Linked DNA regions of Hordeum vulgare: region 1 is linked to region 2. A link is a contact called in public Hi-C data. All regions are on one chromosome and are shown on one strand. Each heading gives the region's core, a stretch centred on a gene start, on an enhancer-like site or on the middle of the called end of the contact. The rest is flanking DNA. Distances are from core to core; before and after follow the strand shown. Region 1 has its middle 18 kb from the start of LOC123401450. Region 2 has its middle 74 kb from the start of LOC123401450.

What was found. A called contact is a pair of places that touch in the nucleus more often than the background predicts.
Region 1: a Hi-C map of leaf shows a contact between it and region 2, with 2.4 times the contacts expected there. The contact joins two enhancer-like sites. A contact is called at or near these places in 2 of 6 Hi-C or Micro-C datasets (leaf and seedling).

What each region holds. Positions count from the first base shown.
Region 1 is chr1H:484,103,200-484,108,977 of MorexV3_pseudomolecules_assembly, reverse strand. No RefSeq gene overlaps it. Among protein-coding and RNA genes, the nearest start is that of LOC123401450, 18 kb to the right of the region's middle. Within about 2 kb of position 3,302, at least 2 of the 3 cell types and tissues checked have open chromatin away from gene starts, as enhancers often do. A contact at or near this core is called in leaf, where this site is marked.
Region 2 is chr1H:484,011,195-484,016,961 of MorexV3_pseudomolecules_assembly, reverse strand. It overlaps the pseudogene LOC123401441. Among protein-coding and RNA genes, the nearest start is that of LOC123401450, 74 kb to the left of the region's middle. Within about 2 kb of position 4,356, at least 1 of the 3 cell types and tissues checked has open chromatin away from gene starts, as enhancers often do. A contact at or near this core is called in leaf, where this site is marked.

The sequences.
Region 1 (5,778 bases), core at 2,053-4,552, 93 kb before region 2:
TTCACATGTGTTGTCCGGATCATATTTGTGATGATTACCGCGGAAGCCTCGAGAATGTTTTAGTACTACTCAAGCACCATGCCACTCAGTTTAGTCTCCTTTTATTTTTAATGTTTTAATCTTTTCCTTTGTAGTTTAGTAAACGCTCCATTCTTATTCATTTTCCTAGCAACCGGCTAAAGTAGACTTTTTTCATACTCTGGTTTGGGTGTAAGGCAATGCGATAAACCATTTGAAAAAATAATAATAATAGAGATGCTCGAAAGGCCATGTAGTGAGTGCATCGCTTTCGACTTGGCTTTCTGGACTGTCTTTGTTAAAAAAAAGTTCTGTCACGATTGTCAATGCAATCCTCTCTTATCAAGTGACCTAGTACAAAAGCAACCATGTTTAGTTTAGTTTTTCTATGATAAAGCAACCATATTTAGTAAGTCATCGATCTCACCTGGGCCAACTTTCTATCAACCCTTCCTTTTAACAAACTTTCTTTGCGCAAGAAAGTACCCTTTTGTGCTCGAACTCAAATGCACCATCATGAGCAGTAAAATCAAAAAAAAAATTAAAAAAATCTGAATTATTTTGTTAATGAACTTTTGACAAATGTTCTAAGTGTTTGCAAATTTTCATTATGAGATCACATTCGTGTAAGACATGACAAAAGAAACAAAGTGAGAGTTTTAAAATGCTTTCGAAAGTAGCATTTTCATAGTGTCATTTTTGTTTTTTTGTGCGATTTGAGGCGCGTTGGGCTGGTCCATTACCATGCACGTATGGGCTGGCCACCGAGGCACGCTTTAGTTAGTGTGCATACTGAGCGAAAATGAGCTGGCCTTTGGACCTTCCACACACATAAATTTCTTGCCTAGTTTTCTATCGAATTTTTTGTCTCTTCGGTTTTTCAGACTTTGGGACTTGTTTTTTATGTTTTTCTTTTACTTTCCTATTTCTATATCAATTCAAGTTCATGGAAAAATTTCAAAAAATTGAACATTTTCTCAAAATCATGAATATTCTTAAATGTTTTTGAATTTTATTCAAATTTGAACATTATTTGAATTCATAAAAAAACGAATTTTATGAACATCTACAAAATCCTGAACTTTTTTCGATTTCATGAATTGTTTTTGAATTTTCTGAATATCTTCCACATAAACCGAGGGCATGTAGCGCTCCCGCGCTGGACCGGTCCAATAATGTTTTCTTTTTTCTGTATTTAATCGTGATTCGAACTAGGGTTCCTGCCACACCTAGTACCACAGGAAGTTGCTCAAACAAACTAGTACCACAGGTGTAACCGCCACGCAAGAACGAGGGATCCGGTAAGATTGAACTTTTTTTCTTCTTTTCCTTTTTTTTGTTTTCCATATTTTCTTTTTGTTTTTATTATTTTCTTATTCCTGGTTGGATGAATATTTGAACAAATGAGAACTTTTTTGTAAATCAATGACTTTTAAAAAAAATATTGAACTATATTTTAAAATAGATGAAGAAAATTCAGATTTGTGGTTCTGTTTTCTAATTTGATGAACTTTTTTCAAATCGATGAATTTTTCCGAAATCAATGATTTTTCAAATTTTGATGAGCTTATTTTAAAATTTGGTGAACTTCTTTTAAGTTCATGAATTTTTGTTCAAAATCGATGATTTTTTTTAATTTGTAATATTTTTTGTTTTTTGCAAAGTTTTTGTTTTTTATATTAATCAACGTGAACAAAGTTGGATATATGTTAGGAAAGTCTTTGATGGTTCACATCTTGATCACGCTGAGGGTCACAGCTTCGATAGTTCTTCCTTCGTCAGTTGACGGGTCATTAGCCTGGCTCGTGGATGACAGGTCGTACATGTTGAATTCCCTTGTCTAGGACACCATCAGTAGTCCCTGGCCTGTTCACAACGTGGTTAAATTTGCTTCTAGTTTAGATGACGATCGCCACTTATGGATGCAGTGGCGGAGCTTGAGCTAAAAATGTGGGGGGCATGGGCTTGAGGGGGGGGGAGCAAACCTCATTATTTGTAACTGATTTGAAATTAAAAATAAACATACTACAAATAAATGTAGGGTTAATTGTTTTTGAGCTGGGGGGCCATGGCCCAGGTTGGCCCCCACCAAGCTCCGCCACCGTGTGGATGGATCTTCCTCATGACCCTTTTGTTATTCCTGTAAACCGTACTTCTTATGAATAAAAGTTGGTTTAACCGTAAAAAATCATTAGCCCTTAACTGGTTTTCAAAGCCGAGGACTGAAACTTCCTCCTCGGAATCGATCTCTGCACGCCAAAATCGACAACTTCGAGCCTTCACCCATAGAACATGCTCATTTTGTTGCCTATTATTAGGAAATAATCATATCTGGCCCCTCTTTTAGTACAAACCTTAACATATATCCAACTTTGTTCACATTTATTAATTAAAGAAACAAAAAAATGCAAAAAAATATATTACAGATTAAAATATGTTCATTGATTTTGAACAAAATTTCATGACTTAAAAAAAATTCCCTGAAGTTTAAAATAAGCTCATCAAAATTTAGTTCATCGGTTTGAAAAAATTTCATCGAATTAGAAAACAAAATCACAAATCTGATTTTTCTACATCTATTTTAAAAAATAGTTCAACAAATTTTAAAATATGTTCAGTGATTTAACAAAAAGTTCACATTTCTTCAAACTATTCATCCAACCAGGAATAAGAAAAAAAGAAAAAGAAAACGGAAAAGGAAAAATAGAAAAAAAATAAAGGAAAAGGAGAAAAAAAAACAGTTCAACCTTATAAGATTTCCTCGTTCTTGCATGGTGGTTACACCTGTGGTACTAGGTTTTTTTTAGCAACTTCCCGTGGTACTAGGTGTGGGAGGACCCCTGGTTCGAATCACGATTAAATACAGAAAAAAGAAAACACTATTGGACCGGTCCAGCGCAGGAGCCCTACATGCCCTCGGTTTATTTGGAAAATATTCAGAAAATTCAAAATAATATATATGAAATTCAAAAAAGTCCAGAACTTTGTAAATGTTCGTGAAATTTGTTTTTTAATTTAAATAATGTTCAAATTTAAATAATATTCAGAAACATTTAAGAATATTCATGAGTTTGACAAAACGTTCATTTTTTAAAATTTTCAATAAACTTGAATTGAAATTGAAATAGAAAAGGAAAAGAAAAACAGAAAAACAAAACCCAAAATCTGAATAACCAAAGAAACAAAAAAATTGATAAAAACTAGGGAAGAATTTTATGTCTGTGGAAGGTCCAAAGGCAGCTCATTTCCCCTCAATATGCACACTAACTCAAGCGTACCTCGGTGGCCAGCCCATACGTGTGTGGTAATGGACCAGCCCAACGCACCTCACGATCGTACAAAAAACAAAAATAATACTCTGAAAATGCTATTTTCAAAAGTATATTAAAACTCTAATTCTTTTTGCCATGCCTTACACAAATGTGACGTCATCATAAAAATCCGCAATCACTTATAACATTTTTCATAGTTCATCACAAAAAACATTCAGATTTTTTTGAAATGTTATGACTTTTTTTATTTTACTGTTTATGTGGGTGCATTTGAGCTCGATCTCAAAACGATACTTTCTTACGCAAGTGAAGTTTGTTAAAAGTAAGGGTGATAGAAAGTTGGCCCATGTAAGATTGATGACTTACTAAATATGGTTGCTTTATCGAAGAAGAAAAAAAACTAAATATGGTTGCTTTTGTACTGCGTCACTTGGTAAGAGAGGACTGCATTGACAATCGTGACCGATTTTTTCTTTTGTAACAAAGACAGTCCAGAAAGCCAAGTTGAAAGCGATGCACTCACCACATGACCTTTCGAGCATCTCTATTGTTCTTTTTCAAACGATTTTTTATCGCAATGCCTTATACACCCAAACCAGAGTATGAAAAAAGTCTACTTTAGGCCCTGTTTGGAAACACAATAGATTATGATAATCTGGATTATGAAGATCGATTATATAATCTGATTTATGAAAATAATATAGGTAGGCATGTTTGGATGCCAGATTATATAAACTGTAATCCAGATTTTACATTGCATAATGACCTGTCGGCCCTTAAATTTTTTTTTTAAAAAGGAGGGTGACGGTGGTAGAAATGTAATTATCTCCAACTTTACAAGGGTAATGGGTCATTAGCAATCCATAATCTAATTTTAGTTGGGCTAGAGTAGATTGTGAGTTTTTAATAATCTGTCCATCTAGTTTTTATAATCTACATCATAATCTGTCATGTTTAAAGACAGAATAGATTATAAAACTAGATTATATAATGTGAGTGGTTTCAAACAGGGCCTTAGTCGGTTGCTAGAAGAAGAAATAAAAATGGAGTGTTTATAAAGTCTCCTTTAGTCACTTGCTAGAAAAACAAATAAAAATGGAGTGTTTACTAGTAGTTGGTGTGTTTATTTCTAATTCACAAATCGTAACCGACCATATCCGTAGCGTAGGTACCTCGGTGCATATATAAACTGAGCGTTGTATCATATTAAATCAATATAAACGAAGTAGAGCTTACAGTTTTACCTCTTCGAGAGGGATCGAACCTGGGTAAAACATTGTTTTCCTTGTCTCATGTTACCATTGTTTCTAGATCCACACTTCGTGATCCCTTACCCGAGATCCACCAGTTTTAGCACTGACACTCGCTCGTGCACGTTCCCACCCATGGCCACTTGGCCGCATTCATGCTGCTGTAGAGCTACAGCTACACATTGGCATCAACCCAGAGTGGACACGACCTCTCACTTCCGGCATTAAAGCGGTGCACCGGCCTAGAGAGCATCACCTGATGCACACCCATCTGAACATGCATCATCGTTGCATTCAATCAGACACAATCTGCCTTCTTTCCTTCATTAAACCCGCGCGTGTGTTGAGGAACCTACTCCGGCAACACGTTTGTTTGCTAGTTGGCCAATATTAAGCACAATGTCGGTTGGCTGCAGGCAGCCGCCCGCTATTTAAACAATGCCAGACATCAGGCAAAAAATTGCACCACACTCCTCGTCTCATCCTTGCATCATTTTCTCTACACTCTCCATGGCATTCGACAAGTAGGAAGAGGAGTTCTCGAGCATTAAAGCCAGTTGGATGGCTCGTCGAGCTCACCGGATACGAGCTAGACATCTGTCTCGTCCACCTCCCTTGCTGCTCCAGACCAGCTTGGGGAGGAAGCCACTCCAAGCCGGCGCGTGGTTCAACAACTTGTCGTTCTAAGGCATCTCGTCATGGGGTGACGAGTTGCTCCAGGCCGGCATGTGGGGGAGCACGGTGGCACATGCATCTTTGCTACCGTGGACGAGACCATGTCATACCGTTGGTCCCGTGCCTACGACCGCACCATCCGCAGACAACGTTGGCGGAACTGGGCCCTACCGACAAAGAAATAAGTTGACTTCATGGAAATCGACGACGTAACGGCCAACACATCCTCGCCCGCCACCATTAATGAGGAAAAGTAAAACATGGGAGGCCGACGCCGCTTGGGCCCTAGGAAGGACACTGTCGCGGTTGCGCCAACATGCACAACCAGTGACTTGCCCGCTCTTGCAGGACACCATCGTCCCCCCGCCCAATGCTCTGGTGCCACTCAGATGAGTTATGGTGCCAAACAAGGTGGAGTTGTCCTTTGCGCTGAAGTATATACCACTGGGCCTCACGACACTCCGATGAGCGGGCTTCCGTACGTGGAGAAGACAAGAAAGACATGTCGCGGCTAGCCATAGACTAATGAAGGGTATACGTTGTTAAGCTTCATGCACTAGCCA
Region 2 (5,767 bases), core at 3,107-5,606:
ACAAAAATAATCTCTATCCTAAAAGCACTTCTATTTTGTTTGGCAGCATCCTAAAAGAAGTTCGGTACTGAATGCAATACGAAGTTACCACTTTTTTCAGTTGGTCAACTTCTTCGCCGCCAAAACTATCCACCGACCTCAGGGTTAAATGTCAACGTTAACTCGAGATCAAAGCTCAGGCTCTCTTTTTTCTGTACCTGCTCTTGTTCTGAGAGGGCGTTGACCCCCTTTCCAAGAGAAAGATTAGTTTGGACGTTGACCCTGCTGGCTGGAACACAAAGCAAAGCATCGCGCACACCTTTTTCTTCCCACCGCGTGTAATTTGCAAGCAACCGGGGTTTGACATCTTACTGTTCAGACCACTGATTGGAAATGATTTAGTAGAGCCTACCACGTCCGTACCGTTCAATGCACGTACGGAGCAAATTTTCCTCTGAAGGCTCGATGTATCGCGTATGGAACTCGAAATGAATTAGCTCAATATTATGTATCGCGTATGGAACACGAAATGAATTAGCTCAACGTTATGTGTACGCACGCAATAGTTGTTGAACATCATGCATCCAATCGCAGCTGTCGCATGAAGTAAAAGTAGGCCTGCCCGCTTCATCTAACTCGAACTTATCTATTTTTCAGCACCTATTGCCCATACATGTCGACTATTCCCTCCGTTCCTAAATATAAGTCTTTAAAGAGATTTTATTAGAAGGTTACATAGGAAGCAAAATGAATGAATCTACACTTAAAAATATGTCTATATACATCCGTATGTAATCTTCTAATGAAACCTATAAAATGACTTATATTTAAAAACAGAGGGAGTCCGTGTGATCCGTGATCGTGTCTGTGGCTTTCATATCTGCTGAAGATCCTCTCGATCGCGCCGGGCGCACTGTTGGTCGCTCGTCAACTGCACCGATCCCATGCAGTGCAACCTCCCCGGCGCACCGGCGTTCAAACGGACGCCACCTGCTACGGAGCTGAGTTGGGTGAGGCTTTTGCAACGGAAAGCAAGTCTCCTGGATTGCCTTTTGGCTTGACCGCAACAGGCGCGAGATAGAAGATTTTTAAAGATATGGAGCACTTGGCAGTGTTTGGCAGCCGAGGGCGGAAATAGTGGAAATTAAGGTAATTGGTGCTGGTTCGATTTCTCTATATGCAATCATTGGCGGTCGAATTATTAAGTTAAATTAATGTACGGTGAAGTGAGGGCTGACTTGTGGTGCACTTTTGCAAGTAGAGTTGGCTGGGGCAGAGTCGTTCGTTTTTTCGCTCCATCAATCAATCATTTGCTGTTTTTTTTTCCATTGTAAGTTCACTAGCAAAAGGTCACGTGTGTTGCAACGCAAGAAAAAATCACCATCTTCAATGGCGATGACCAGATTATGTTCATATCTCATCGCATAATTTTAAAATTTTGTTCACAAATGCAAGAAAATATTTCTTTTTTTAATTTTATTCACAATTCACAAGTTGAAACAATGTTTATATTTTTAAAAAAATATCATGGTTGTCAAAAAACTTGGTAACTCGAAGGATTATTTTGAATTTTAAGAAACAATTTTTAAAATATACTACAATATTCCGATCCACCCTGACAATTAATTCTTCAAAATTCACTCAGGTATATAGTCTGAAAGACTCAGAAGCATTACTGTTGAACTGCATACATTCGATCATTCGTAAACATCCTTACAAATTTGGAAACATTTTTCGAATCGACAACATTTCTTACTATTTATAAACATTTTTTTAAAATTCCAAACAATATTTTATATTACGAACTGCTTTCAAGTATTTTTTTGTGAATTGGCAAATAATTCATTTTTTGAATTATCAAGCATTTTTTTAATTGCATTAAATAAATTGCTCAAAATAATGGACTTTTTTGATTCACGAATGTTTTCCCCAAAATTATGATGTTTTTAATATGCAAACATTTTTACAAAAATCCTGAACAATTTTTGAATTCGCAAACATTTAATGTTTTATCAAACATTTATGTAAATATAATTTTCGAATTTAGAATTTTTTTGTTTATTTGAATTAGAAAAAAAAGGAACATATAAATGATAATTAAAAAACTAAAAAAACAGGCCTCCGCCCATGGGCTGGCTCAAATGGGCGTGCTGTTTATTTTCCAGCGAGCAGAGCGTAGTATAGCTGGTCCCTATGCTTGGGCCGGCCCATACGAGGATTACATGCAAAACGTTTTTTATAACTTATAGGTGGCATTGGTGGGTAATATTAGACAATTTTGAAGGCAATTTTAATGACGTACCACAAAAGCAATAGGTGCTTTATTAGTAGGGATAGATATATACTCCATCAAATTATTTAATAGTTGCGCTTGCACGTAATGATCTCAATGCACAATCAGTCATTTGTTGTTTATTTAAAGTTAACAATCAATCATTTGCTGTTTTATATCCATTGTAAGTTTATATATGCTCCATCAAATCATTTAATAGTCGCGCTTGCACGTAATGATCTCGGTGATTCTCGTACATCTGCAGAAAGTTCATAAGCTAAGCTGCATTTTGATCTTTCGGGATTTCAGCTTGTTCGTGAGGTGCTTCGAAATCATTGGTTTGGCTTACACTATCACCCTCATCCTCGACAATCATATTGTGCAAAAATAACAGAACATGTCATCAACTGTCACAAAGTTTCTGGTTCCCGCATCATTGCAGCCCTACGAATAATTCCTCAGTCATCTTGCAGTACTCCGAATGCGCTCTCCACTTCTTTCCTAGCTGCTTCTTGCATTGTTGCGAAGGGCTTTTGTATATTGCCCTGTGGTTCGGATACGATCTTCACAAATACATCCCACTAAGGATAGATGTTGTCGGCCATTGACGGTGTAGTTCCACGAAGGCGATTCCCCATTGCAAAGCTTCCTGAATAGCAGATATCGTTGAAGCACGTTGATGTTATTGTGACAACCCGACATTCCAAAAAAAGCATGCCAAATCCATAAAGTCATGTGATGCCACCGCTTGTAGTATGATGATGGCCTCTCCTGGCATCCCTAGTCTTGGTCGTACGCACTTGCGTGTATGATCAGCGTGCAATCAAAATGGGGACGTCACAATCCAGCGCCTGGATGGATCTACGCCGGAGGCTCACCTCGATTTTCCTTGTTAGCGGGTTAAGCCCTATGGTACTTTCCTCTCTGTAGGTGGTATGTCTTGGCTCGCTGTCGGATACGGAGCAGACAAAGATTGGTGGAACAAGATCAAGACCGGAGGAAACTTTGGTCGACTAGTTCGGTCCGGCATCGGGCGACGACATCGATCATTGTTACCCTCCTTGGAGGCAAAGTCGAGGTCTATCCTATCCACCTTCGACCCCCTCCTCGACGAAAGTCCAAAATCAGACTTGGATTGGATAGCGACAACATCTTACGCATCGTAATCTCCATGGAGGCGCCTTCTTGGGAGGTATGGGTGTTCGGGGGAGAGTTGTTGTGGGTGATGGCTTCCGTATGTTAGGTCCAGCAGCGGCAATCGTGTGGAGGTTGGTAGGAGGAGCAACGTTCTATCTGCCGCATCGATGACGACGAGTCTTGGCGGCGTGATGCAACAGAACACCAGCGACATATGCGTCTGGATGGATGAGCGCGGGGCAGGGGCACCGTTGGGCACCGTGGTGACGTCGATGGATGGCCGGACTGACATGGATGATGCGGATATCTTCTCTGAAGATGTGTGAGTGTCTCAATGATGGTGATGACTTTTAGAACGTGTGCATGCGATGTACGATTTAGGTTTGCTGCTCCTGCTGTAGGTTTCGATACTTTATACAGATGGATGGAATACGACAACGACTATAGATATGAGGAGTGAGAGCACTCCTCAATATCAAGGTTGTAGGTGCGAGTGATGGTTTGATGTATTTTTTTGTCAGATCTTTGTAGAATAATGAATAAAAATGATTGTATGAATCTATTGATGGAGAGGACGGGGGTTAACCTTCATTTCCAAAAAAAAAAAAAAAAACTTTTGCCTCTCAGAAAAATAAAAATACCGCTGAGTTTCAAGTGCACCATCTGGTGCGGTGTGGTGGGCGCTTCTTTCACCTTCGGGTAGAGAAAAATGGGCGGCCAAGGAATGCATGGAGTGGCTTACTTGTGTGGGCGGTGAAGTGTAGTGGAATCAAACAAACCCAGCGGCGGCACGCATGATAACGGCGAATGCGGTTGCCGCAGCGCGTCTCACGCTGGCCATGGACGCAACGCATCCGACCCACGCGACGTGCTTTCGGCCTCGACGTCCCCCGCGCCGCAAAAGTAGCACGCTTTCCGTCGCCGCATCGGCACACTCCCAGTCCCAATCCCGCTCTCCGCCCCTGCCTTCCCGTCACGCCACTTGTCGCCGTCCCGACGTGGCCAACGGGACTCCGCATGTGTTGTACGCTAGCTGAGCGGGACGGCAGCCGGCGTTCGGCGAGTCGCGTGCGCGGCGGCGAGCGCCGCAGCCGGTGAACGTGCCTGCATAATACGCGGGGCATCGAATCTTCCGGTGTGTGTAAGTGGAACGCCGCATGTGATGCCCGTCGTCAAGGGCGCCAGATATTTGCTCGGAATCTTCTCTCTCCCGGTTCAGGAGCCACCGGCGGTGGACCTCGCAAATGCCAGAGTCACGAACCGTGGAGACCCAACCGGCCAACTACAGTCAGGTGCACCCGCTTAGCGTGGAGACCACCCACCACCATGCACACTGCTCCATTTCACACAGTTCGTCTCGCTACGAGCGACCAAGACTTTGACAAGTACTAGGAGTAGAATGTTCACCTTCCGAGAATCCTTGGGTGAGCTCAAAATACTCGGAGGGATCCTTAGACACGAGATTATATTTGACGCAGGCGAGGCTAAGCAGAGCAGAGGCAGAGCGCAAAGCATGGATGGTCAGGTCAAGCCCCCGGACCGCGCGTTACCACTCACCGCCCAACCCAATCCGTCGCCGTCGTCGCCGCCGCCACCGCGTGCTGCCCAACCCAAACGGCTTGCTTCCCACGCCTTTTCGCTTCCGACTTTCTTTCTTTCCCTATCCTATCTTTGTCACGCACGCCAAACACCTTCCCCTCCATATGTTCTAAACTTGCAATCTCCCCCAACTGCACCGCTTCCCTCCTATATATACACCCACGCGCCACAAAATGGGAACTCAAACTCATCACCAGCACCGGCACACGCAAAACCAAGAAGAAACCGATACATACACACACGATCCTTGCTCGCGAGCCGGAGAAGACGACCATGTCGGCGAGCAAGCGGTGGACGCGGGTGCGGACGCTCGGCCGCGGCGCGTCGGGGGCCGAGGTGTTCCTGGCCGCGGACGACGTGTCGGGCGAGCTCTTCGCGGTCAAGTCGGCCACCGCGGCGTGCGCGGCGGCGCTGAGGAGGGAGCAGTGCGTGATGGCTACCCTGAGCTCCCCGCGCGTCGTCTCTTGCATCGGCGGCCGTGGCGCCGGCGATGGCTCTTACCAGCTCTTCCTCGAGTTCGCCCCCGGCGGCTCGCTGGCGGACCGGATGGCGAGCAAGGGGGGGCTCGACGAGCGCTCCCTCCGCGGCTACGCGCTCGACGTGGCCGCCGGGCTCGCTTACCTGCACGCGGCTGGCATGGTCCACGGGGACGTCAAGTCGAGGAACGTCGTCATCGGCGCCGACGGCCGCGCCAAGCTCACGGATTTCGGGTGCGCCAGGGACGCCGCCGTCGGCAGACCGATCATCGGCGGCACGCCCGCGTTCATGGCGCCGGAGGTG